6 separate regions of the Mus musculus genome follow, and all the other regions are linked to region 6. The links are chromatin contacts, called in public Hi-C and promoter capture Hi-C maps. All regions are on one chromosome and are shown on one strand. Each heading gives the region's core, a stretch centred on a gene start, on an enhancer-like site or on the middle of the called end of the contact. The rest is flanking DNA. Distances are from core to core; before and after follow the strand shown.

The links. Promoter capture Hi-C pulls out the DNA fragments that hold promoters and counts their contacts. Hi-C and Micro-C count contacts between places; a contact is called where the count stands out from the background. Capture Hi-C pulls out chosen DNA fragments and counts their contacts.
Region 1: a promoter capture Hi-C map of liver shows a contact between it and region 6, with 6 times the contacts expected there. The contact joins the promoter of Kat7 here to the promoter of Snx11 in region 6. A contact is called at or near these places in 3 of 39 promoter capture datasets (hippocampal neurons and liver) and 1 of 484 Hi-C or Micro-C datasets (B cells).
Region 2: a promoter capture Hi-C map of liver shows a contact between it and region 6, with 2.5 times the contacts expected there. The contact joins the promoter of Samd14 here to the promoter of Snx11 in region 6. A contact is called at or near these places in 1 of 39 promoter capture datasets (hippocampal neurons) and 1 of 9 other capture datasets (liver).
Region 3: a promoter capture Hi-C map of the C10 cell line shows a contact between it and region 6, with 2.6 times the contacts expected there. The contact joins the promoter of Zfp652os here to the promoter of Snx11 in region 6. A contact is called at or near these places in 6 of 39 promoter capture datasets (the C10 cell line, cranial neural crest, hippocampal neurons and 2 more) and 1 of 115 datasets of contacts at active chromatin or transcription factors (astrocytes).
Region 4: a Hi-C map of B cells shows a contact between it and region 6, with 5 read pairs. The contact joins the enhancer-like site here to the promoter of Snx11 in region 6. A contact is called at or near these places in 3 of 39 promoter capture datasets (hippocampal neurons and liver) and 1 of 484 Hi-C or Micro-C datasets (B cells).
Region 5: a contact with region 6 is called in a promoter capture Hi-C map of neutrophils, with 2.9 times the contacts expected there. The contact joins the promoter of Lasp1 here to the promoter of Snx11 in region 6. A contact is called at or near these places in 2 of 39 promoter capture datasets (erythroid cells and neutrophils).

The regions. Positions count from the first base shown.
Region 1 is chr11:95,307,687-95,312,103 of GRCm38.p6, reverse strand. It overlaps Kat7 (K(lysine) acetyltransferase 7), which reads left to right and starts at 1,858. Exons shown (of 15, transcript NM_001195003.1): 1 at 1,858-2,069. The coding sequence starts at 2,055. It overlaps Gm11520 (predicted gene 11520), which reads right to left and starts at 1,688. Exons shown (of 3, transcript NR_155298.1): 1 at 1,651-1,688.
Region 2 is chr11:95,006,695-95,011,137 of GRCm38.p6, reverse strand. Samd14 (sterile alpha motif domain containing 14) reads right to left here and starts at 1,259. Exons shown (of 10, transcript NM_146025.2): 1 at 562-1,259. It overlaps Gm51875 (a long non-coding RNA gene), which reads left to right and starts at 1,804. Exons shown (of 2, transcript XR_003949594.1): 1 at 1,804-1,974; 2 at 3,179-4,443. Ppp1r9b (protein phosphatase 1, regulatory subunit 9B) reads right to left here. Exons shown (of 10, transcript NM_172261.3): 10 at 4,240-4,443.
Region 3 is chr11:95,709,902-95,714,343 of GRCm38.p6, reverse strand. It overlaps Zfp652os (zinc finger protein 652, opposite strand), which reads left to right and starts at 1,590. Exons shown (of 2, transcript NR_045780.1): 1 at 1,590-1,716.
Region 4 is chr11:95,331,677-95,335,797 of GRCm38.p6, reverse strand. No RefSeq gene overlaps it. Among named protein-coding and RNA genes, the nearest start is that of Fam117a, 3.3 kb to the left of the region's middle. Within about 2 kb of position 2,392, at least 51 of the 459 cell types and tissues checked have an H3K27ac peak or open chromatin away from gene starts, as enhancers often do. A contact at or near this core is called in B cells, where this site is marked.
Region 5 is chr11:97,797,337-97,801,773 of GRCm38.p6, reverse strand. Lasp1 (LIM and SH3 protein 1) reads right to left here and starts at 2,209. Exons shown (of 7, transcript NM_010688.5): 1 at 1,912-2,209. The coding sequence starts at 1,980. It overlaps n-TCgca51 (a tRNA gene), which reads left to right and starts at 2,797; the gene lies at 2,797-2,868.
Region 6 is chr11:96,774,903-96,779,258 of GRCm38.p6, reverse strand. Snx11 (sorting nexin 11) reads left to right here and starts at 1,704. Exons shown (of 8, transcript NM_001163389.1): 1 at 1,704-1,804; 2 at 2,198-2,291.

The sequences.
Region 1 (4,417 bases), core at 609-3,108, 1.5 Mb after region 6:
GGTCTAGGCTGACCTAGAACCATGTAGCTGAAAACCTTAAACTGAATCAAGCTTTTGATTCAAGGACTGGGAGTACAGATGTGTGTCACCACAAGCCAACTTAAAAGGATATTATTCAAATATAAGAGGCTGTTAGCACTAGTTAGGGAGTTAGAACATTCCAGAGTAGCCCCAGGAACATATCCTTACGTGAAAAGAACAGTGATAGAATGGATTAAACACGAGAGAGCTAAAATAATACAAAGGAAAATATCTGAGCCCTTTTCAAGCAAGTTTTTATGTGCAAATCAACTCACAAAGATTGTTAAAAGGTATTTATACTAAGTACTAAAAGCAAAATACCGAATGCTAATGGCGTCAACAATGGCTTAAGCTATTCCCCACCCCCAGCCCCAGGGAATGTGGGCTAAGGGTCTGGAATTTTTTTAACTCCGAAGAGTCCTCTGTTTAGCATGTCAATCAGGTTTGTATTCTGTTCTTAAAGCCTCTCTCCAGGTTAGCCAGCCTCAAATGGAAATTCTGATAGGGGCCTGTGGGGGTTCAGGGGATAAAAGCACTTGCTCTTTCAGCAAGCTGGATGACCCGAGTTTGATCCCAGAGACACCACAAAGGTGGAAGTTAGGAATCTATTCCCCAAAGTTGTCCTCTGAGCACTCACCTGGTCATGAGTGCGTGCTCAGCTCACACACACACACACACACAAATCTGGAACCAGAATTCTATCTTGGTAATTACTGAGGTTGCTTTGATTCCAGCAAGTCACTCTTGGTTCACCTTGGTTCTTTCAAGTCCTCTGAGGCTAAAACTTCAAGGCCTACAAACCACTTTCCAGACTTTTCTTTTTCGAGACAGGATCTAGCCTGGAACTGGCCATGTAGACCAGGCTGGCCGTAAGCTCATGATTTGGATCTGCCTGCTTCAAAAAGCATGCACCCCCACCCCCACCCCCCCACCTGGTTCCAGACTTTTCGTATAGCTCTTTCTTCTAGTCTTAATTTCTTCTTCTTATGGCCTTTTATTATTACTTGAATACCCACTCCCTTTCTAGTGTCTTTCAAAATACTATTTCTCTCTCCACTCAGTTCTTGGCTCTTGCATTTGTGCTACAGAGGTCACACGGGCTGAATGAGGTTCAACACTTCTCCGACTTTTGGTACAGCACCCTCACATTCAAACCACGTCCTCCGCCCCTCTCCGGGCCACCCAAAGATCTCAAACCAAAGCAGAGCACTGATAAGCCGGGGGCGTTTCACAACAGAGATAAACTGGAAATTCTTTGGCGCTCCGGCATCCTGAGAATGGCTCTGCATCATCTCATAACTTACTTCTTGTTCTCTTAACGCAAGGACAAGGCATAAAGAGAACACTCTACCCCACTTCAAGACCGACAACGACCCTGTCAATCCTTTATTCAAGCCCCATTCACACCACTCCGGAACACGGAATAGCTCTTACAGCAGTTCCTTGGGCAAAATATCTCTTGCCAGTTCGGAGTTTACAGAATGAACGGAAACGTCCTTCGGCCGACTAGGAAATGAAAGAGTTAAAGATCGACAACCTGATGGATTCTGGGGTTTTCCTCCCTCCACGCCACAAATTAAAACGACGAGGAAGGAAGAGTTTGCCCAATGTAAAGATGAAAACGGTTACCTTCAACTGCCAGACTTCTGCCCCAAACAATCATGGCTACCTAATCCCACACGAATGCCGCCTACCTAACTAAAAAGGTCTAGCCGAAGGTTTCACCACTGGTGCCGTCTCCTGCCCAATTCCAAAATGGCGCTGACTGGCCTCACTAAGAGTTTCGAGCTTCCCATGATCCTCACTGGCCTAAAGGTCAGGTGACGCAAGCCTCAGCCGGAAGTTAAGGAATAGGCGCTTCCAGCCCGCGGCGCTTGCGCAGAAGGCTCTAGACGCTGAGAGGTAGGAGGCACTTGGGATCGTCCGCAGGGTTTGGGACAGCTACAGAGGCCGCCACGGAGCCCGCCGGAGCCCCCGTTCCTGCTGGTGCTGCCGCCGCCCGAATCGGAACCGTCGGGCTGCAGCCGCCGGCAATGCCGCGAAGGAAGGTGAGAAATGGCAGAGAAGGGATGGCGGGTTTCTAAGGGGAGTCGATTGAGTAACGTGACGCGGTTGGCCACGCCTCGTCGTGCTTGGGTTCCAACTTTCTGGTCCCCCGAACCTAGCCTAGCTACTCTGTCTCCTCTCGGTACCAGACAGAAAAATGTGGGCCCGACCCTGGCCTCGGCCTATGCCTGTAACTATTCCCGCCCTCTGCTTGCCCGGATCGGAGGCGTTCTTGTTAATTGGTCGCGGAAATGTCTAGAAGCGTATTGATTGGATGGTGACGCCGCCTGTTTGGGCCCAACGGTCACCTCCCCGCGTGCGTGGGCGGTGTCTCGGTCTGGCCCCGGTGCTCTCCGACTGGCTGTGGCGAATGCTCTCCCTTCTCTTTATTGGCCCAGCTTTGCAGTCTGTTCTTGTGGCGGGTGCGGCTTAGCAAGGCCTGGATTGGGGCGACCAACGCCCCGCCCTTCCGGATAGAGATGGCGATAGGTGTTGTAAAGGCGAGTTGGGAAGACCACTTTCCTTTCCTGGTGGGGGGATTACAACAAAGCCGAGGATGGGTGGTTAGAAAGCCAGCGCCCACCCCCAAGGGATAGCTCGCAGGCCTGTTGCGTCTCAGTCACCGTCTTCCACCTATTTGTTCAGTTTGACATTTCCTGGTCAGTAAATGTTTGTTGAACTGTATGACATTTGCCCCATATGTTCAGTCGTAAAATGCAAAGAGCAGTGTTACGTGCTAGTTGCTAGGAATTCGAAAAGTATGCGTGATCACTGGCTTAAAGGGTTATCGCTGTTGAGAGAAGAACACAAAGAACCATAGTTCATACAGTCTCTGCTTGAAATTGTATACACTGTAAGAAAGCCGTTAACGTGGGAAATAAGTAAAGAGCTGATTTTCAGGGTTAAGCCAGGCAGAATTGATAGGTCATGGACGGGTGTCAGGGTCTTTGGCTGAGATGACCCTAAAGTTTGCCTTTTAGTGACATTCTGTGCCTCTATTTACTTGTGGTCAGATTTTTGAATGAAATATTTGGATGGATAGACGGTTGGTATTCATATTTCTGCAGAGATCACTCTTCATGGAAGCTTTCCAAGTTAAATATTTACATTAATGTCTCTTGCAATGACCAGAGTTGACAGGTAGTATTTTTTTAAAAGATTAATTTATGTATTTTATGTATGTGAGTACACTGTAGCTGTACAGATGGTTGTGAGCCTTCATGTGGTTGTTGGGAATTGAATTTTTAGGACCTCTGCTCACTCAGGCCCAAAGATTTATTTATTATTATACATGAGTACATTGTAGCTGAGTTTAGACGCACCAGAAGAGGGCACAGGTGTTTGTGAGCCACCATGTGGTTGCTGGGATTTGAACTCAGAACCCTCGGTAGAGCAGTCAGTGCTCTTAACCTGCTGAGCCATCTCATCAGCTCGACAGGTAGTATTTATATCCAGGCATACCAAATACAAGAGACAGACCTACTGGTTTGTTGGAATGATCTAGTCTCCTTTTAGCAGTTTCCAAATGTAAAAGTGGAGAATGTAAATTCTTCCTGGATGTTATGGTACAAGCCTTTAATTCCAGCACTTGGGAGGTGGATCTCTATAGTTTGAGGTACACATGGCTGATATGCTGGGGTGTCCTGACTCAAAAAGAAGAAGAAAATGTAAGTTCTTGCTGGGTATAGTGATACACACCTGTAGTTCTGGCATCCTGGAGGCTGAGGCAGGAGGCTCATCTTGAGCTTAAGGCAAACCTGGGTTATATAATAAATTCCAGGCCAGCCTGAGCTAAATAGCAAGAACCTATCTCAAAACCAACAAAACCCAAATGTAAATATGTTGGTAACTTGGTTGATGGCCAATCTGTCCTAATCTATCCTTAGGTTATTTAGTTTTTTTATATGCCTCATGTAGTGTGATACTAAATTTCTGTTTGCTAGAAAATATTAATGTTTTTAGTGTGGGTTGTTAATCACAGGATATATGTGTCCTCTGTAAGAATCTAGTAACTCCAAACATACTTGGCCCCAGGGAGCTTATTCTTTGAATAAAGCGTTGGGGCCTGGGACTAAGCTATAGCTCAGTGGGGTGTGGTTACTGCCGGGAAGCCCTGAGTTCAGTCCTTCGTCTGTCCCACTCCCTTTTCCTGCCAAAGATAGTAGGACTGAGTTTGAGGAGTTGTAGTGATTTCAGCAAGTACTCTTTGTCCAGCTTAGAAAAGAGCACGTGTCAGTGCTTACTAGGTAAAGTAATCTTCATGGCTCATCACCCTTCCAGAGGCCGAGAGTTATGGCTAGGGTGTGGCATGCGTTTTTCTGAGAACCTGACACGTGGGGCTGCAGGGATT
Region 2 (4,443 bases), core at 10-2,509, 1.8 Mb after region 6:
TTAATGGACAGTGCACCTACACCTATCATAGAATCCCCTCTCCCCAATCTCAGAGGATAGAACAGTTTCTTCAACCCATAGGTCTAACTGCCAGATAGGAAGGAGTTAAGGCCTCTCCCCCTGCCCCCACACCAGTTTTTCTTATTTCTTTTTCTCTTCATTCTTTCCTCTCCTCTTCTCTTCTCTTCTCTTCTCTTCTCTTCTCTTCTCTTCTCTTCTCTTCTCTTCTCTTCTCTTCTCTTCTCTTCTCTTCTCTTCTCTTCTCTTCTCTTCTCTCTCTCTCTCTCTCTCTCTCTGTCTCTCTCTCTCTCTCTCTCTCTCCCTTTCTCTCCTCTCTCTCTTATTAATTTCCTCAGGCGGGAGAAATGGGATTAGGGACACAAACCCTATTTCTGCTCCCTCCCGACAGCCCAGCTCCCCCCTCCAGTGAGGTCTCCCTAGGGATAGAGAAAGAAAGGCCCTTGTGGCTTAAATCCATTTAGCCCTACTGAGGGTCCCACCTTGAGTCCAGTAGTCGCTAGCCACGCTTCCCCTTCCACCCTAGGGGACCCGGCCCCTCACCTCCAGCATCCGTCATTTTCAGCGTCCGGCGCCCCGGGAACCCCTCAGGCCCATGGTGTTCGGGGCGACTGCCGGGCAGGAGAGGGGCGAAGGACTTTCACCCCGGTCGCGGGGGGCTCCGGGCTGGCTGGAGTCGCTCCATTCCAGGGTGTTGTGGGGGATCGGCGGGGAGAGTCCCGGAAAGAATGGAGAGGCGAGGTGTGTAGGGATGCAGGGAGAAGGTCTGCGGGAAGCAGGAGGCGCGGGCGGGGCTGGACGGGGAAACCTGACGGGAGGATGCTCCGTGTGTGCGTGCGTGTACGTGTATGTGTGTGTGTGTGTGTGTGTGTGTGTGTGTGAGAGAGAGAGAGAGAGAGAGAGAGAGAGAGAGAGAGAGAGAACCTGAACGCCACCTCCCGCCCCGCCCCCGCCAAACCCCGGGGGTCGCGAACCCTCGCGCCACCGGCCGATTTGTGTAGCGTCGCAGTGGCTAGGTCCGTGGGGGGTCGCCCGGGATAAGGCGACGGGGGGGGCGGGGGGGGCGATACGCTTATGGGGAGGCCGAGCGCCCGGGAGACAAAGAACGGTAGGGAAGGAGGGAAGAGGAGGGCGGGCGGGGCGGAAGCAGCTAGGACCGAGGGGAGGAGGCGGCGGGTGCCCGCGGCCGGCCCCGGGATCCCAATTGCCGCTACTTCTCGGACCGCGGGAGTCTCAGCGCTAGGGAGTCTGCGCGCGAATGGCAGGGAAGCGACCAGGGAGGCGGTCCCGCCTTAGGACGCACGGGGCTTTCCATCTCCTCTGCAGGGTCTGTGAGGGCTTCTGATTCTCTTATTCAACAAGCATTTGCCGGGCGAGCGGCCAGCCTGGGGCGCTGAAGCAGAAGGGGACCGCCGTTGAACAGAACAGACGTGGTCCGGTGTAGTCTTGATTCAGCCAAATGGGACTTCCCAAGCCTGAGAACTGTGGGCCCAGGAGCGGGAAAGACTCTTTAAGTTCTGGAGGGGGCGTGCACCCGAGGCACTGGAGAAGGACACAGGGAAGATTCCTAGAGAAGTGTGGCTACTCCTGCTGGCCAAGCTATGGGAGACTTACTCCTGGGCATTGCAGGGTGGATGGACCAGTAGAGAAAATTGAGGTGGGAGGGTTGATACTTCATTCTATTACTTCCTGCCCCGCCCCCCAATAAAAGGTTAACCGAGGAGGAAGGAGTTCCAACATAGATTTTAGAAAGATTCTTTGGGCACCCCAGTGGAGAACGGACTGTAGAGGGCAACCGGAAGTCTGGGCGCTGGCCTCAAGGGATTGTTGAATGATGACAGCAGTGGGCATGAAGATTAAAGATCAGGCTGAGAGCTATTCTGGCTATAGAATTGAAGACACAGACAGGATTTGGAGCCGGCTAGACAAAGAACTGAGAGAGAAGGAGGAGTCTAGGTTGGCTGTGGGTCTTGGCTGGGGGCCTGGCAATTCTGATGCTAGGGGTGGGACGTGGAGTGGATGAGCTCAGACTTGGACTTGGTGAGCCAGAGATGGTGGCAGGTCAGAGGTGGTGGGTGTGATCATCAGCTAGCTACCGAGGAGCAAGGCTCGGGGTATGTCAGGTACTTCTCAGATTCTTTAACTTCACCCTCCCAATAAACCTCTAAGTTAGGGGTTTCTCTTGTCCTCTAAGGTACACAGACCACACACTCACAAAAAGGAAATGACTTGTTTAGGAGTAGGTGGCAACCTTGGAGAGAGCCCAGGACTTAGCGTAGTAGAGTCTGGAGAGATAGAGTACTCCTGATGGCTTGTGGGAATGGGACACTGCCAAGGGCCCGTGGGCAGCAGCATGTTGAGCCAGGAGTTCCTGATAACTGTGAGTAGGAACAGCATCAGTGGGTCTCAGGGCATCCCAGAGCTTGCGGACCTCTGGATAGATGTAGAACCTGCAGAAAGTCTGGCTAGGCTGTAGGTTCACACGGAGGAGATGATGTCTCTGGTGACCGACCACCTGTGCAGATAGACACTCTCTAGGGCAGTGGTCCTCAATCTTCCTGATGCTGCAACCATAAACCATATTTTTGTTGCTATTTCATAACTATAATTTTGCTAGTTGTGAATCATAATGTAAATATGTTTTCAGATGGTCTTAGATGATCCCTGGGAAGCGGGGTCTCAGCCCACAGGTTAAGCACTGTGGCTCTAGGGCCATTATAGGGTGTGTGTGTGTGTGTGTGTGTGTGTGTGTGTGTGTCTTTCAATGCTTGAATGGAATGTTTCTCCTAGTCAGGCCTAAGGTGCTGAGATATGGGGGGAACCCTACCTGAACTCCTCCTCTACAGCACATGCCTGGGTTAAGGCAAATCTAACCTCAGTAGATGATGGTAATGGAGTATTTACTTTGGTTGATGGAATTAATATGACCACAATCTACCCACACCATTTGACAGACCCCCAAATGGACATATTTCATGGGTAAGACACAGCTCAGGCCTGAGAAACTCCCAGAAAAGACACACACAAGATGGTCAGCCATACAACATACTCAATATTTAAACACGAGCTACCATTCAAGCATTCCTTGGAACATCTAGGAAAGGTCCCCTCCATGAGGTAGGCATGGCTCCTACAGACCCTCATTTGTTTCCCCACCCAGGAGGCGCCAGCTGCTTCGTTTCTTGGCGAGGACTCCTGAGCAGCGACCTCTCACCTAGGCATGGTGACCTGGTGACCTGAGTCTTCATGTTTGGGGAAGCTGCTTTCATGGGATTCAGCCACCCCTGGATCTACCTGGATTCCCCAGCCTCCCAATGTTCCAAGGATGATCTGAAGAGAGGAGACACACTGAGAGGCCACCACCATTGCTAGTTTTCTGATGACCTGAAAGTAGGTGTCAGAGCTGGACAGGTCCTGCATGGCCTCCGAGGTGCAGAACCGGTTTTGAGGGTAGATTAACAGGAAGCTATTATTTGGCCTGACAGGAACAAGCTCTGCAATGGAACTAGCTGCTAGGGAGTGGCTCCCCCAGGGGCTTAGTGGCATTCATATATAGAGAACTCACTCATATCTGATATTATCAGGGGCTAACCAAAGTGACCAAAGAGCCTGGAGACGGGGCCTTTTGCTTATCACAGAAGGAAAGATGAGAATCACCCCCCAACCCCACCCCAAGCTACTGAACATATTTGCCTCCCAAGGATCTGTACAAGAAATGGCTGTGTTGTGTACTGCAGAAGTCTCATTACAATTCACTTCTGCGACTCACCAAAACTGATTCCTGGAACTGAGAGCTAGCTAAGGGGGCAGCTAGGACTATATGAGGCCTCTCAAGCCAGCTCAGGAGGGCCAAAGAACATTCTCTTTGACCGTGAGGACAATGCTCTGACAACTTATCTCCTAGGGAATCTTTGGTCCTCCTGGTACTTTGAGACCTCTGGGGTCTTGCAGATTGCTCGGTTTTCAGGGAAGGGGAGTTGCTTTCCCTGTGTGCAGCCCATCCCTGGCTACTCTAAAGACCTCGTGAAAAACAGACCTAAAGACATCGTCTAGAGAGCTCAAGAAAACTAGGGAGTGGTGGCAAGTGAGTTTGCTGGGGTCGGAGAACCGAACCAGCATTAAGATCCTCTCTAGATCATGTGCAAAATTAGTAAAAGGAGAGGACTTTCTAGCATCTCTTCCCCTCCCCACTCCAGCGCATCAAGAAACCAGGCGACGAGGCTCTGGGGGCTGCTTTTATGGGGACGACCTGACAGAGGGCATGGTCCGTACAAAACCAGGAACAATACATACATATATATATTATATACAGAGACGGGGTCCTCCAAGGGCGGGGCAGGAGCGCTGCCGGTCAAAACCGGAAGTACATCGAGGACCCGCCCACCCGGCTCCACCCCCTCCATCTGCCTGGGTGAAGTGCAGGGG
Region 3 (4,442 bases), core at 341-2,840, 1.1 Mb after region 6:
CAACAACAAAACCGATGAAATTACTGTGTGCAGTAGATATCTAATTAACTGGAGGTGGGAGAGGTCGGGGGAGAACGTCGTTCAGGTGATACTGAGAGCGCGCTGGAAAAGCCATTAAGGGAAACACCATGAAGGTGCTTAAACATGGGTAAGATCCAGGAGGGGAACCAAAGACTGATTGACATCCTGTAGCTTGGTTGTGAAAAAAACATCTTCCTCCAAAGGCACATTCCTTTGATTGGCACAAGCCACTTCTGACAATGGATCCGCAATGACAGGGGCCGTTCCGCAATCAGGAAGTGTGCGAGTGTGCGTGTGCATATATGTGTGTGTGTGTGTGTGTGTGTGTGTGTGTGTGCTCGCGCGTGTTCCTGATGTTGTTGTTGGGGGAGGGATGAGCTAGATGTAATCAAAGACCGGCCCGCTTCAAAGAGGAGCATACAGGATCTTAAATCCTAAAGACTGACTTCGAGGCAAAGCAGAGACATCTATCATTTCTACAATAGTCATCCCTCGACAACGAACATGTTTCATAGAGATGTAACAGGGGTATCCCTCTCTTTGGTGTCTCCGACCTGGGACTCTTTAGTAAAGCCTGATTGGAGGGGTGGACGAAGTGAGGGTGGAGAAAGGTCTGCATCGCCCACTGGGCTGAGTGTGGTGCTGCGGGTGGCGAGTGTACATCACATGCGTGTTATCTCCTGGTGCCACAATACTCTCGAGGGCTGGAGGTTTGGGCGCAACCGCACGGCGGGGGAGGTAGTGGGTGCAAGCCACCAGCTGCAGGGCAAGAGAATGCTCTCCTCAGCCTACTAACCCGTGCACCCCGGCCACCCCGTCAGGCCTCGAGGCGAACCCACTCGCTGCAAAACTGCAGCTAAGCTGGGGAGAGGGGGCGGGGGTACGGAGCCGGCACCCCGGGCCAAGCTGAGAGCGGCAGACGCGCAGCGCCCGGGGCCTGCCCGCCGGATGGGGGCTGCTCCGGCCTAGCGCACGCAGCTGCCTCGGCGCAGGCTCCTCCGGCTCCGCCAGCCCGGCCGGGCGCAGAGGAAACGCGGCTGCCAGGGCGCCGCCGCGGCGGGAGGCGAGAGCGCGGGGAAGGGGCTCCTACTCACCCGGGCCGCCGCCGCCGCCGCCACCGCCACCACCGCCGCTTCGGCGGCCCATCCCCGCGGCGGGGGCCTGTCGCCGCGCCGCGCCGCGTCGCTCCAGTCCCCACCGCCCGCCGTGCCGGCCCCTCCCCCTGCCCAACGTCTGCGCTCTGGGCCGATCCTCAGACCCGGCCTCGGCCGCCGCCGCCGCCGCCGCCGCAGCGCTACGTGGCCGCCGCTCCGACGTCTCGCGACTCCCTTCCGAGCGCGCGAGGCCGAGCGGGGCCGCGGAGCGGGCGGCGCGCGGGGCGGGCGGCGGGGGAGGGGGTGTGCTGTAGGGATGTCGTGCGCGAAGGGGGCAGGGAGGCCGGCGGGAGCGCGCGCGCGCGCACGCCCCTGCACGCGCCCCCCCCTCCCCCCCGCGCGGTCGGGATCCCGACACCTCCCCCCCCTACACACCCCATCCCCGGCTATGGGGGTCGGCGCGCATGCGCGGCCCTCGGCTCGGCCTGGGCGCACCTTTTCTCCCTCCTGCCACAATGTGAGCGCTCAGCCGAGCAGATAACCGCCGGCTGCCTGCTCCACCCCCGGCCCTTGCCCACTCCGCCCACTCCCGAGCGCCCAGGTAAAGTCGTGGGCTGCGCATGCGCGACGCTTAAGGGGGTGGGGGCGTGGTTTTCAAAAGGAAGCCTGAAGGCAGAAGACGAAGTATCTGTGGGCAGGGGGTTTGAGATCCTAAGAAATAAGAAAACGTAAAAGTGCAAAGGGGGGAGAAAGTGGAAAAGTGGGTCAGAGTGAGATTTGGAAGTAGATATCTTTGACTTATGGAATACGGTTCAAAAAGAAAAAAACCCTAATTGCTGGCCACCTTGTTAGTAGAGAGCAGTCAGTGAGTGACAGAAATAGAAGGGGCGACACTTGTAAGAAGTAGCCATCCACCAGACAAATGGGATAGTTGATTACAACTAGGGGGATTTAGAGACCGCCAGTATGGTAAGCAAACAGGATGGACTGCTGGGCTCATCCTGTGGCCAGAAATAGGGAAGTGTGTGCGTGCGTGCGTGTGTCTGTGTGGTCTGTGTGTGTGCGCGCGTGCGCTAGAGTCCCAGAACTGTTGCAAGAAAGGAAGGCTCCATTGGAAGAAGCATGACCACATTATGACTAATTAGCTATTAATCATTAATATAATTAATGGTACTATTAGCTAACAAGGTAGCATTTATCCAAGCTCAGAGCCAAAAGAGAGTGTCTGTAATTGAAAGTGCTTAGTGTACAGGGAGAGGAAATGACTTGGCAAGTGAAGTCTCCATGAAAAAGACCCAAGATGACATCCCTAAGATCAGGATAACCCTTCCCCACCAGAAACCAAACTTCTGAAGGTCTCTACAGCTTGAATGGAGCTCCTAACATTGTTGGTTTTTATTGTTGGGCTCTACTACATTTTTTCTTTCTTTCTTTCTTTCTTTCTTTCTTTCTTTTACATTGTGTGTATGAATGTTTTACCTGGATGTGTGCATGTGCACCTGTGACATTTGATGGATTCCCCTGGAACTGGGGTTATGAGTGGCTTGTAGGACGGGGGGGGGGGGGGCGGCTAGGAATTGAACCCAGGTCCGCTGTAAGAGTAAGAAGAGCTTTTAACTTCTGAGCCATCTCTCCAGCCCTCTTCTTCTAACATTAAGAACATAGGATATTAATGTTCTTCCACAAAAGCTGACCCCCACATCATAGAAACAATTTCCATATAGATGCAGCTAACTTTTTCTCCCAGAACAGCCGGCCATAACCCACTCACCCAAACCTTCGAGGGAATAAAATGACCTGAGTCTGGGACAAAGTTAGGAGCTTGAAGCTTTATAAAGAGCTGACTCTGTCTTTGGCCCCTTCCAAAAACAGGTGTTTGGGTTTTATTGTACTTAGACTCCAGAAGCCAGGAACCAGAGTTGTGGAACTTAGGGCCATGTTTTTCAATAGCGAGCACTTTCAGTAAAGACTAAAATCTATATCACATTGCAACAGGTAGAGAGATCTTCAAGCAGAAGAAGAGAAAATAAGCATGTATAATAATCAAATTCAATGTGAGAATGAGCTTGGGTCTGATGGACTCAGAATGTCTTATTGGACATCTGATCTATTCCTCCACCCCATGCTTGGACAGGTCATACAGGGTGATGGCCAAATCTTGAGGTGACCTTTCAAGTGTTCTAATGCTCCATCCATAGGCCAACACACCTGATGGCCTCTAGTAATCACAGTCTTCTATTAATTCAGCTTTCCATTTCAACAGTGCTTGGTGGGCTTTTTTTTTTTTTTTAATTATTGCCAGGCAGTGGTGGCGCACGCCTTTAATCCTAGCACTTGGGAGGCAGAGGCAGGTAGATTTCTGAGTTCGAGGCCAGCCTGGTCTACAGAGTGAGTTCCAGGGCTATACAGAGAAACCCTGTCTCGAAAAACATATATATATAACCTTTTTATTATTATGTATGTTTATGCATGTATGCATGTGTGTAGTCGGCCACTCCATGTGTGTAGAGGTCGAAGGACAACTTGTGAGAGTCAGTTCTCTCTTTCCACCACGTGGTTCTGTGCACTGACATCAGTCATCAGGCTTAGGGACAAGCAGTTTTATCCAATGAGCCATTCTGCCTGCCTCGCTGCACATCCGTTATCTCATCAGCTCTTCCAATGACTACAAGGGCAGGCAGAACAGGTATTATCCCCAGTGAAGGACATTTAAGCCAGGGAATGTTTTGATGGCTTAGCCAAAGTTATACAAATCAGTAGCCCACAGAGCCAAACCAAGACCCAAGTTCCCTAGTTCCCACTGTGCTAGTCTGGGGATGGGGGGTAGGGGGGAAGGCAGTTGATAACCCTACTCTAAAAAACTGTCACATAGTCTTAATATATATTATAAGCATTAGTGTTTTGCATACGTGCATGTCTGTGTGGGGGTGCCAGATACCCTAGAACGGGAGTCACAGACAGTGAGCCATGTGGGTGCTGGGAATTGCACCCCGGGTTCCCTCTGGAGGAGCATCTGGTGCTCTTAACCTCTGAGCCATTTCTCCAGCCCCTCACATATTTTTTTCTTCCTTTCTTTCTTTTTGCTTGTTCATTTGTTTGTTGTTGTTTGTTTTTTGCTTTCAAGACAGGGTTTCTCTGTGTAGCCCTGGCTGTCCTGGAACTCACTTTGTAGACCAGGCTGGCCTTGAACTCAGAAATCTGCCTGCCTCTGCCTCCCGAGTGCTGGGATTAAAGGCGTGCGCCACCACTGCCCGGCAAAGGCCCTAATTTTAAGAGTCACATGGGCAGAGCTAGAACCTGGGCTGCCAGGGTCCAAGTCCAAGACTT
Region 4 (4,121 bases), core at 1,143-3,642, 1.4 Mb after region 6:
ATTCCCTTGAAGCCACACTTACTAATCAGAGGAAAGGGAGTAAACTGGGTGTGCGTGCTGCGAGAGTACCTTGGGATCCAATACTGAAAGCAGATAACGCTCAGAGTGGGAATGCAACAGTTGGCTGAATATTAAAATCAGACCAGAACACAGAACATGGAGGCAAAGGAACATACTGTGAAAAGATTTTTCTCTGCAAAGACACTACTTTCATGTTTGAACGATTTGCTTCAAGCTCTGACATATAGATTGTTTGTGATGGAAGAAAATAGTACTCTTTTTTTTCCATGAGGACGACAGTCTTACTAAATGCCTGATAGGGATGAATAAGACCTGGTGGTTGGAATTAAAACTCAGCCATTCTCAGGCTAGCTCAGCTTTAAAAAGTACATCTGATGGCTGGGGATGGAGGTCAGTGGGCCAATACCTGCCTGGAATGCTCAAAGCTTTAGGTTTGATTCCGGCTATGGAGGGAAATGAGGGAAGCAGATTGAATTCTCAATTTCAATTAGCTCAACATTCTCATACACTTCAGATCTCTGCCTTTATCAAGGCGTATTCCACCCCTGGGTCTCACAGCCTCACTGAGAAAACCAACAGCAATAGCCCTAATATTCAATGAATCCCTTCCTGCATGCCAGATACATATCAAGTACTTTGCATACTATTTCATTCATCCATTATGACTGAAAGTGAGAGGTGGCTACTATGCCCTCTTTACTGAGTCTTTGGAAAGAAGCCCCATGCTCGGGGTTACCCTGGAGGCTGACTCCAGATCTGAGCCTTGCTTGATCTCTATGCTTATAAAACGTTTCATGAACTTTTTTCTACAATGACATGTATCTGGCTGGTGTGCCAACATCTGTCTAGTGCTTTGCAGCTTACACATCATCGTGTTATCTAACTCTCACTATAGCCATGGAATGTACAAAATGCAAATATGATTGTCTTAGTGAACCTCTACAGGAGGTTAGGTCACAGTGGCTCAACTGCTTGCCCAAGATCCTTTGGCAGACACAGGACTTCCAGCTTCAAATACTTTCCCAACTAACACTCAACTTCCTGACCAGACCACTAGGATCGCCTGAGAGGGAGAGGGTGAACTATGTGGTCTCTTGCATATTCCTCTGATAATGTATACTATTTTAGGACCCCTCACGTGTATATAGATCCTTAGATAGTCTCATGCAATAAGGAGTGGTTTTTATTGGGTGAGCATTTTAAGTGTGTGTTACTGATAAAAAGCCTTGGACTGAGGGATTTTGAAACACATTAGGCAAATAGCTTTTCTCTTTGTTTAAGAATCACCCTGACCCATCAACCTTCCAGACTTATTGTAAGGATGAATTGACACACTGTTTTACAGATGTAATTTTGCCTTGGAAAGAGGGGTTAGATAGATAGAAACAAGTTTTTTTTTTTTTTTTTTTTGATTTTTCGAGACAGGGTTTCTCTGTATAGCCCTGGCTGTCCTGGAGCTCACTTTGTAGACCAGGCTGGCCTCGAACTCAGAAATCCGCCTGCCTCTGCCTCCCGAGTGCTGGGATTAAAGGCGTGCGCCACCACGCCCGGCTAGAAACAAGTTTTAAATGTTTCCCCAAAGCCAGGGTAGCAGTACTGAGGACCTAGGCGGTGGAAAGTCACTAAAGGCGGTACAAATGAAGAATTGAATCTTCCAAATCCAGAACGTTATGGTCTTTCCTGATAAGTTGCTGGCAAAGGACACTGAAGTTGACCCTAACTCAAGGCATAGGCGGCAAGCATGTATGCAGCTCCTGTCCTCTGCTGGGTATCATGCCCAAGCAGCTCTCTCTTGTTCACTTCTCTGTGCCCGATAGCTTCCCCTAGCACGGGCGTGATAGCAGGATAAGGACCTCATCTGAACACTGGCCCCTGTCTGCTTCCACTAATGAAAGAGTCCGCAGTCAAGGCTCTGGAGAGGCTGTGTGACGCTAAGGGAGGAGATGTTCCCATTACAAAGCACTTTCTTGCTTGTTATTGTTTTCATCATTATCCTTATAGACACCATAGCCAATAATTTACTCCTCACAGATTAGTTGAAGTGAGTACTATGTGTCAGACTCTGAGCTTATGGAATTTAGCAAAAATGTTCCAAGATGGTGTTCCTAGGACCAGGGAGTTGGCCCAGTAAACACTATCAAGCCTGACAGCCTGAGTTTGATCCCTGGAACCCACACAAGGGAAGAAGAAAACTGACTTCCACAGTCGTCCATCTTCTGTACCTCCACAAGCATGTCATGGCACACATGTCATAGCACACACACACAAAATGTTAAAAATAAAAACGATGCTGTTCCTACCCTGCAGTTCACAGCCTAGCAAGCTCTGAAGCTTATAAACGGAAGTGGTACAGTACAGATGCTATTGCAATAGGAAGTCATGACCTGGTTTCTGCTTTCAGAGACTCTGGTTAAGATGTAGCTCAGTTGATAAAGTGCTTGTTTCGATTGCATGAAGCCCTGGGTTCCATCCCTTGTACTATATAAAACTGAGCATGGTTATACAAACATGCCTGTGATCCTTGCAACTGCACATGTACAGGAAGGAAGATTAATAGTTTAGGGTCATCCTTTGGCTGTTCTAGGATACATAAGACCCTGAGAGAGAGAGAAAGAAAGAAAGGAAGAAAGAAAGAAAGAAAGAGAGAGAGAGAGAGAGAGAGAGAGAGAGAGAGAGAGAGAAAGAAAGAAAGAAAGAAAGAAAGAAAGAAAGAAAGAAAGGAAGGAAGGAAGGAAGGAAGGAAGAAGGGAGGGAGGGAGGGAGGGAGGAAAGAAAGAAAGAAAGAAAGAAAGAAAGAAAAGAAAGAAAAAAAAGAAAAAAGAAAGAAAGAAAGAAAGAAAGAAAGAGGGAGGGAGGAAGAACAACAACAACAGCAACAGCAACAGCAACAACAACGATGGCGTTGGCCAGAGGCAGGTACACAAAAGCATCAAGAGTGGAGGATTACATATAGCAAGTATGTATATTAATAGTCTTTCATGTATTTTGCACTCAATTGTTTAAGGTTTTTGAGACACTTTCACTACAGAAACCTGGATGGCATGAAACTCTCTATGCAGTGCAAGCTAGCTCCTGAAGATCTGTCTTCTCCCACCTTAGTCTCAAGTGCTAGGATTGAAGGTGTGTACTGCCACACCTGGTGTTTAAGGGGTCCTAACAGCAAATAGGGAAGGCCCTTGACCTCAGAATGCTCTTGGGATGTCCATGGCTGCTGCAGAGACTTAAGGAATTGGAATTATTTCTCCTCAGGCAGGAGTCAGGATAGCCACTCCTCAAGCAGACTATAAAGTACAGGCGCCTTAAAAGACCCTGAGGGATTGCCTAGGATAAAAGGCTCTGAGAGAATTGACAGGTCAGAGTCAGCAGGAAGGCCTTACCCTAGTGGCCATTGAATCAACAAAGGATACAGTTGCCAGAGGCAACAGGAACTTCAGTTCTGAAGGCTCCCGAATATGAGGATTCCAACTTTCTACCATCCAAAATATAAGAAGCAGAAGCAATTGTTCAGCAGAGACTGGAGACAGCGCGATGGTCTTCTAACTCTTTACTTCCTGGTAAATGTCTTCATGCTTACATCTTATCTTTGGCCCCCTAGTTCCAAAATAATTAAGCAGAATATAAGATGACGCAAACACACACAGTGTCTCTTTCTGACCTACCTCCTTTCCTCAGCCTCTGTCTGAAATGTCAGGCCTGGCTCCTCAGGGAACTAAATCCTGAGGAAATGGGGTCAGAGCTAAAGGAGCAGGGCAGCCTGAGAGGGATTGAGAAGGAGGGACAAGGAAATGAATGAGGTTATGGGAACAGAAGGGGGGGTCCTATCCCTTAGCACCTTTGCCCATTCTGGTAGCTTCTCTCTCCCTGTAACCCTTCCCTTACTCCCACGATAACCAGCTGGCCTGGATTTTGACCTTTTGTAGTCTCTGACATATTTTGTGCCTTGCTGTGGCCCATACATTCTGTCTCCTTTGTCAGAGCTTTCTCATTTCTCCCTGTGTCTGGGCTACAGGGTGAGTTTCCAGAAAGCTTGGGCAACTTAGTGAAGTCTTATCTCAAGAAATAAAGAAAAAGAGGAGTGAGAATACAGCTCAATGGCAGAA
Region 5 (4,437 bases), core at 960-3,459, 1.0 Mb before region 6:
TCTAGCAAGGACAAGTTATCACATAAAATCCCCACCCCCTTCCCTGTGACACACAGCACTGAAGGTCTTTACAAGGGGAGTGGTTGGATGCGGGACAGAAAAGAGAGAAATGGCCAGTCTTGACCACACTCCCTGCACTGTCCACCTCCTAAGGCAATGACATCATCCATACCCATCTGGTGACAGACAGGGAATACTGAGGCCCAGAACCATTCATAAAGTTGATGGGCACAGACCTGGGACTAAGATCAAGTTTCCCAACCCCCAAGCTAGCAAATCCTTCCATCATCCATTGCCCCTCACCATTCATTACTGGGGACCAAAAGGGGAGCCCATTTGCTGGCCCAGAATGCCGCAAATGCAGGGCTCAAAATATCTGGTCCCAGGGACGACAAAGACCCTCATGTAAGGACAGGGTTTCTTTTTTGGGGGTGGGGTGTCTTCATCTAGGAGTGCCAAGCACAAGTCCAGAGGCCGGTACAGTGACTGGGCAGGCCATCACCTTCCCTTAAGCTCCTCCTATCCTGGTACCTAGCCAAGCCCCACATCTCTTTCCTCAAGAAAAAGTTCAAATGTTTCAAAACTACAAGTCCCTACCTCCTGACCGGGACCGGGAGGGTGTGCGGGGGATGTCCAAAGGTTCCTAAGAAGGAACTAACCCTAGCCCGGAGAAACAAAGTATCCTTTTCCAACAAAACTAGATCGCCTCATTGAGGCGCCTGCTTCTGTCCAGTTCAGCCATAAACGTGGAGAATGAGATCCAGCTTGGAGAGCCAGGTACAACGTATCTATGAGGAGCCAAAAGGCTTCCCTGCAGAGGGGGTCACAAGAGAAGAAACGGGTTGTCTTAGACTTTATGGGGTTCAGAACAAGGCAGAAGGGTCCCATCTCAAACTGTACCGGAAACACCCAGATCTACCCTTCAGTCCCCCTTGCAAAAGTGTAATGGCAAACAGATGATCGGGTCCAGCCTGGGCCGGGGGATGCGTAAGAGCCCCTAGGGGCCAGCTGATTTCCAGAAGGCTACCCCCCTCCTCTTAAAAAACTCCTTTTCGTCTGCTTCCTCAGAACTCGGCCAATCCCACCCTCCATCGGAGAAAACAGCTCTGAAAAGTTAGCTCTTTGTTCTCTAAGCTGGTCTCCAGGCTGAGCACAATTTCAGATCTCCAAGAAGCGTCCTCCCCACTCCCTACCCCGCCCAGCTCCGACTGGGCAGCCGATCACCCGGAGTGGCTTGCAATTTGAATTGGGGGTTGGGGAAGCTATGAAGGAGGTCTGCGGGTTCCCCAACCACAAAAAAAGCAAGGAGGGGACCAGCAGGTCGTTCAAAAAGAGGGGGTCTCGCAGTGAGATTCCGGCGCTGCCCCTAAATCCCTTTCACCACAATTGACACTCGCTGGACGAAGGACCCGACGCAGCTTCCAAGCCAGGAAGCCAGGCTACCGGCAGCCCAAGCCGGGCGGGTAGCGCCGGCCCCAGCCTCCGCCCCGCCCCCGCCGCCCCCTCCCCCCAGCGCCCCGCGCTTCCGCCTACTTGGCGCTGGCCGCCGCGGGGAAAGGGAGCGGCCGTCTCCCCTCTCACTCCCGGCCCGGGGGGCGGGACTGCACCTCTAACCTCCTGCACACACCCGGGGAACCCGGTTCCCTGGTGCTCTTCCGCCCTTCCTTCCAGCCCTCCTAACCTCGATGCACAGAGGCCACCCATCTCCAGCGGTGGCTGCTCACCACCTCGCCTTGGACCTCCCAGGTTCCAGACTGGGGTCTGTCCCCACACCCCAAGTCGCCTCCCGCCTTCCTTACCTGCTCTGGGGAGCGCAGGGAAGAGCCCGCAAAGACCCGGCCCCTCTTTCCTCCCCTGATGGAGAGCTGCACTAGCACTGGCTAGCTCGCAGCGCCCGGTACCCGAGCTCACCTTATCCAGACAGTTCACCTTCTCCGTGGGGTACACGATCTTGCCGCACCGGGCACAGTTAGGGTTCATGGTTCCGGGGAAAGACTGGGGCGGGGACGCCCGTATTCGCGCGCGTTCCCTTTTCCTTGGGCGAGCTGGTGGGAGGCGGCGGCTGCAACTGTGCAGGCGACGGCGACTGGAACTGGGGAACTGGCCTCCGCCTCCGCCCTCCTTCCCCTAATAAACACAGTGGGGAGGAGGGGCTGCACTGGCTAGGGCGGGGACGCGCCTCGGGCGCGGAAAGAGGCGCGCGCGACCAGGCGCGCTCCCCGGGCGACGTGGGGCTGCGTGGGGGCGGGTTCCAGGGAGGACTGCGGGACGGGAGTGCAGGAGCCCCTGAGCTCTCGGGGTGCACGTGCCCCTGGGCTCCGCGACCGAGGACGGGCCCGGGCCATGGCCCTTCCCGCGCTGGAGAAACAGACGCGAGTGTGGCAGAGCCCGATTTCCCATGAGAGGGGGCAACCCCACGCACCCGACGATGGTGGGGATAGTACAGATTCTCTAGACTGGGGGACTTTCCTTAAACCCGTGGGTCCCCAGCATCAACCTGCGGGGAAACCACCCCTTGCCCCGCCCCGCCCCCCAGCTAGTTCCCTTCCCGCCCACATCCTCTCCCACATAGGTACCTGTCCCTTTCCCTTTGGACTCAGCACCTCCGTACGTTCACCCTCCCCGCCCCTCTGCGCTGCAGCTTTCCCATGGATTCTTCGGATTCAGGCATCCTCTGCTTTCAGCTTGGCCGCCTTTGCTCTTCCATTCTTTTCTCTTGCCCCTATTCTACCTGTGTAGCAGCTGCGACAGCATCTTAAGACTGAAAAGAGATTGCTTCAAGCTGCGCGTCGGTGCGGGGGTATAGCTCAGTGGTAGAGCATTTGACTGCAGATCAAGAGGTCCCTGGTTCAAATCCGGGTGCCCCCTCAGAGTCTTTTCCTCTCTTCAATGACAATAAAAATACGTTTCAATACAAGTATGATCTTGATTCGACCCTGGGTCATTAAAACAGGTAAAAAGATAAAGGCCACTCCTCCTTTTAAATCTGAGCAGAAAAGCCTTCGTTTTGCCTCGTACCAAGCAGAAGTTGCACGACTTTATTTGATTGGCGCCAGAGTCCTGGAGATTTCTGCCCATGGTATGCTTGTGAATTTGAATTGGATTGTTCCACACTTTGGGTTCGGAAGCCAAGGTCACTCCCCAGGTTGACGGTGTGTGTCCGTTGAGGGTCAAGGGTCAATCAAAAAAGGGAAACTTGCGGACATAGCCCTTCTCCAACCTAAGCTTTCCTTTCCCTTTTTCGTTTCATTCTATGATCCTTATTATTCTATATCCTCACGTTTCATTGTGACTTGGTGACGTGGACCGAGTAAAAGCGCTCCGAGACCGTGAAACCGGGAGGAGCACTCGTCAGCTCCCTTCACTGCAAAAGAACAAGACCCCAAAGCCAAGTAATATAAATGAATGCAGTGGTTTTCACAACTTGTGCGTGCTCTAGAGTGACCTGGGGGAGGGGGGGGCTCATTAAAACGTCCCCAGTTTCCGATTGTGTAGATGCTGAGGAAGGCCTTGGCAGTTAGCTCTTTGGCGGATTTGTCAGGTAAATCATTCAAGGACGCAAGGACCGCTCTTTGAGGATCACCAGAATATTATTACCACAACGCTATCAAGTTTCAAATCCTCAACAGGGGACAGGTATCTAGCTGCTTTAAGGTATCTGGTCTGGAAGAAATCTCTAAGTGTGAACAGGGAAGCAAGGGCGGCCCCTCAGCTAGGTTTTGCCCAAAAAAAGGAAAAAGAGACAGACAGAGGCATGCTGCCCGTGTCAGGGTGTGGCTGTGATATTTTAAACATGGAATCTGGTTGTGTCATCCCAGGACCCCAGGGGAATATTCACATGCATTCCCTCCCAGTTCCCATTACAGTTCTCTGCTGAGCGGAACAAGGAAGGGGACTGAGCAGAGCTTGGGGCAAAGCACAGAGATACCAGAGAAGCGAGTCTCTGTTCCCAGACGCTGGGCCTTGAACTTGTACATTCTCCAGCCTCAACATCTCAGACAAGACATTCGTTTTTTATCTCTTTACACTGTGTCTTCCGCGCCCCACCCCCACCCCCACCCCCATACAGAGTTTCGTGTAGCCCAGGCTGGCCTTGATTTTGATATATAGGCCAAGGCTAATCTTAAACTCTTTTTTTTTTTTTTTTTTTTTTTTTTTTGAGACAGGGTTTCTCTGTGTAGCCCTGGTTGTCCTGGAACTCACTCTGTAGACCAGGCTGGCCTCGAACTTCGTCTGCCTCTGCCTCCGGAGTTCTGGGATCAAAGACATGCGCCACCACGCCCTGCTCTTAAACTCTCTTGGACTCTGATCCTCCTGCCTCCTTCCAAGTGCTGAGATTAACAGGCATGTTCTACAACACCTGGCTGTAACATACCTTAAAATCGGCAAGTATTATAAACATTGTTTCTGGATTCATCCTTAGCTTTTTGGGTCGGG
Region 6 (4,356 bases), core at 455-2,954:
ATCCACCTGGATTGGTAACTACCATTGTGTTTTGCACTGGCTCTACAAACATTTAGGAGCAGTTCAAGTCAGTGTAGTACTGGGTTTTCATCTGACCCACACTTTTATAAGAGCCCATCTGTTTTTAAGGGGAGTTAGGATTAGAGAAATGACTTTGAGGTTGAGAGTACTTTCTGTTCTTGTATAGGTGCAGGGTTCAGTTCCCAACACCCACACAATGGTTCCAACTACTTCTAACTCCAGTGCCAGGAGATCTAAGGCCCTCATCTGGCCTCGTAGGGTTTCAGGTAGACACATGGTACACAACCTATTTATAGGCAAAACAGCTACAAAAAATAAAAATATTTATTTTTGATGTGTGTATGCCTCGGATCCATTGAAGTGGGAGTTGCAGGAATGTGTGAACTGTGTGAATTTGGGGGTCCTGAACTCATCTTCTGAAGCCATTTTGCCAACTCCTGTCTTGCTGTTTTTGAGGCAGGGTCTTAGGTAGCCCAAGCTAGCCTGAAACTCACTATATAGTTGGCGTTGGCCTTCAGTTCCTGCCTCTACTTCCAAGTGCTGGGGTTACAGAGGTAAAATTAACTTTTTTTTTAAAGACTTATTTATTTTTATTATATGTAAGTACACTGTAGCTGTCTTCAAACACTCCAGAAGAGGGAGTCAGATCTCATTACAGATGGTTGTGAGCCACCATGTGGTTGCTGGGATTTGAACTTCAGACCTTTGGAAGAGCAGTCGGGTGCTCTTACCAACTGAGCCATCTCACCAGCCCTAAAATTAACTTTTTAACAGATCAAGGAGGCTTTTCGTTTGTGTTTTCCAACAGCCTTACTCCGTATCCTAGAGCTCACTATATGTCTTTAATGGCCAAGTGTTAGGATTCTGGGCGTGAGCCACTTCCATTGGCTTAAGAGGACTTTAAGATATTTTTTTTTGTCTTTTTAAAAAAGATGTATTTATTTATTACATGTAAGTACACTGTAGCTGTCCTCAGACACTCCAGAACAGGGCATCAGATCTCATTACAGATGGTTGTGAGCCACCACGTGGTTGCTGGGATTTGAACTCAGGACCTTCCGAAGAGCAGTCGGGTGCTCTTACCCCCTGAGCCGTCTCTCCAGCCCGGACTTTAGATATTTCTATAGTAAGCATTTTCACCGGCTTTTTCTTGCTTACTAACTGTATGATCCTTCTTTGGGCTTGACAACTGTTGTCAACTTTCTCGTCTGCTGTTGGGATAATCTGTGGGTTTTCCAAATCAAACTGGCAGTGCCCTTGACAGTTTAGATGGGGAACTGCAACCTCTGAGGTTCAAACCCAGACTTTCGAGATCTTAGATCTTAGTAAGGCTTCAGGAACGCGAGAAACCTCCCACACTTACTGCTCTTTAACACCCTGAAGACGTTTAGGCTCCTAAGATGCTTTCGTCGGCCTTCAAACACGTTCCCTGAGCGCTGATTGGCCCGCCTAATGGCGGTGGGCGGGACACGGCACCGGAGTGGACTTTGCGGGGTCTCGGTCTTTGCGCTCCGCCTCCCGCGCCCCCTAGCGATTTCCGGAAAGATGCGGATTTCAGCTTAGGCCTGGGCGGGATGGAGAGCCTCCTCTGACCAGCGATCGCCACTGAGAGCCCTGGTCTTCAGGGGTGGGGCGTCCGGGACACTCAGGATTGGCCCGTCGGGAGCCGCCTCCCGTCGTGCACCGGGGCACCGGCGACTCACCCGGAAGGAGAAGCCGGTATCGGACTATATGGTGCGGTGCTGGTGGTGTCGCTGTGGAGAGCTGCTGCTGCTGCTCTCAGGTGAGGGGGCGTGGGCGTGGCCGCGGCTCGTAGGTGCTGCTTGGGAATGGGATGCTGGCTTGAGCCGTGGTGGTGGCATTTGAGTGATGGCCTCGGTTGACACACTAGGGAGGGGGCTGCCTTACTGCCTGGTATGAAAGTGAGGGCTTGCTGGGACCCAAGAAGAAAGGAAGCCTGGCTTTTCAATATACCTTGAAAATCGTCTTTCCGTCCCGATTTAGCCGGGAAAAGAGAAGGACCGTTGGGCTGGTTTCCATCTGAGTTTGCTAAAGAATGGAAAGGAGTGGCCGGAGTCAGAATTAGGGATGTCTACCCAAGTGGCCGGCAGTGGAAGGGAATGGCAGATATTTTTCGCAGATACTGGAAACTATGCTCTTCCTTTGTTACTTGCAGGTGAAAGGAGTGGGTTACCGACTGAAAAATGAGAACAGCTGCTTGATGGACGGGACAGGTTTTCTGTCAGGCGGAAGAGCTTCCTCGAACACCTGTGGGTATTTAGGAAGGCGAGGTTTTAGAATTGCTGTCTGTTGACACCAAAGGCTCAAGAACGAGTAAGGAGGGGCGGGAGACTCCTTGGTGCAATCTTTTTTACAGCCTGATGTGTTTTTTACGTGTCCCTTGAAGTAGTTTTAAGAGGCGGAGAAAATGAGAAAGCTTTGAATTGCTCCCCTGAATTAGCAGCTGTGAGCTTTACAATGCGTCAAACTTTGTACACACCAAACCCCTTGGCTCTTTCCCGGGACTATGGGTGCTGGTACTGCCGAGGGAAGCAGTGAGCGCTTCAGATGGGATGGAAAAGGCCCCGGGAATGTAGTTAGCATGGAGTAAGTTTCCTCACCTTTCGAGGTTACTTGACTCTGCCCTTCCTTAATGGATGCACAGATCCACCTCTTTGGACGGGTCATGGAGGTGAAGTTAAGAACTTGCTGTTTCTCCAGGAATAACGACTGAGAGTGGTGTCGTTGGGAAGGACAGTGATGAAGAGCAGTGGTTGTTGGAAACGGAGTCTGCTTTTTGCAGTCTCAGTGTCTTAGGGGAAATTGACCACCAGAACCTTCTTAGTGCCTTTTACGCTTAGCCTTGAGCCTACAGAGACCCAGGAGACTTGGAATGTCTTAAAAGACAGTTTATTTGTTTCTCTATGACATTAGCTCCAAAACAAAGGAGAAAAACTTCCACATGGGGGTGCTGCAGGCCCCTAGCAAACTCTTTATACCAAACGTCTGATGAACAGTTACTGAACTAGAGTCTTGAGTTTCACAGACTTTTCCAGGCAGAGTGGTGTGATCTCCCCTAAGTGGATAGATGCCTTTCTTTCTTGTCATCTTTTCTGTTGTACTACAAACACAAACCAAACCAAACAACAACAACAACAACAAAACCACTTAAGAATATTTAACTTTCTGTTCTTCCGTTGGCAGTTTAGCAAGCGCCTAAGAGGAGAAGAGAGGGGGAAATCCCAGCAGGCTAATTAATATTCACAGAAAGCCTGTTGGTTTTGGTCACAGATCTTTGTCTGTACCCGTCTGGACTGTCGGACTGGGTTATTGGGGAATTGAGATTTCCTGCCTTTCAGTCTAGGGCCTCTTGGAGGTGGTGACTGCTGCGGATGAAAAAAATCAGACTGTCAGCAAGAATGCTGTTTATTATGGTGTTGAAATCACAAAACCTCGGGTTTGCTCCACAGTTCAGCTCTGTTTTGTTATCTGCCATGCAGCTTTGTCCCCGCATGCCATGTCTGTCTGTAGAGAGACCTTCTGGGATATTGGGAAGAATTGCAAAAGCTGTTTGCTTTGCTAATTTCATGCCGTAAACGAGTTTCCCTTCCTTTGAAACATTAGCCCTATGTTAGCAAAACATAAAATAGACGGAAGCTCATTATGCACTCTGCTAATGGTAAGGCAGAACTAATAAGAGAATGTGTTTAAAATTAATTGTGGGACTGTAAAAAACGAGTGGGTGTGCGGATGGGCATGGGAGGAGGAGAGAGGGAGAGCTTAGAGAGAGCCTTGTTTTCCCAGGAGCCAGCCCGCATCATTTGTTGGCAGTACATATTGGCTGGAGTCAGTTTTCATTTCAAGGTAAATTGGAAAGGGAAATTAAACCTTATTGTTCTGCTCTTAAGAGAGAGGAAGGGGGTGGAGGCGGCAGCCAGGGTGGCTGCAGTTGGAGCGGCTCTAGGAGTAACAAGATTAGTGCTGTATTTTAACAGAAGGTGACATCATGGGCCCCTTTGGAATCCAGTAACCCTGTGTTCCAGCCTTCATGGTCCCCGTGTTGGAGTGGGCGATGTCGCTGTACGCATAAACTACCACACTGGGGGAAATGAGTGGCTTAGGCTTTAATGAATCTTTACAAAGGAGCGGAATGCATCCTGAGTTGACCTGAGAAGCTGTGGGGTGCTTGGGCAGAGGTACAAACCGGATGGCATGGCAGGATCGCAACTGATTGTAGTGGTTGGCTCCAGGTCTGGAGAGCTAGCTGGTCAGGGAAGGTGGTAAACTGTAGCTGGCCTCTTCACCCCTAGGAGCACCCACCTGTATGGAGGTGAC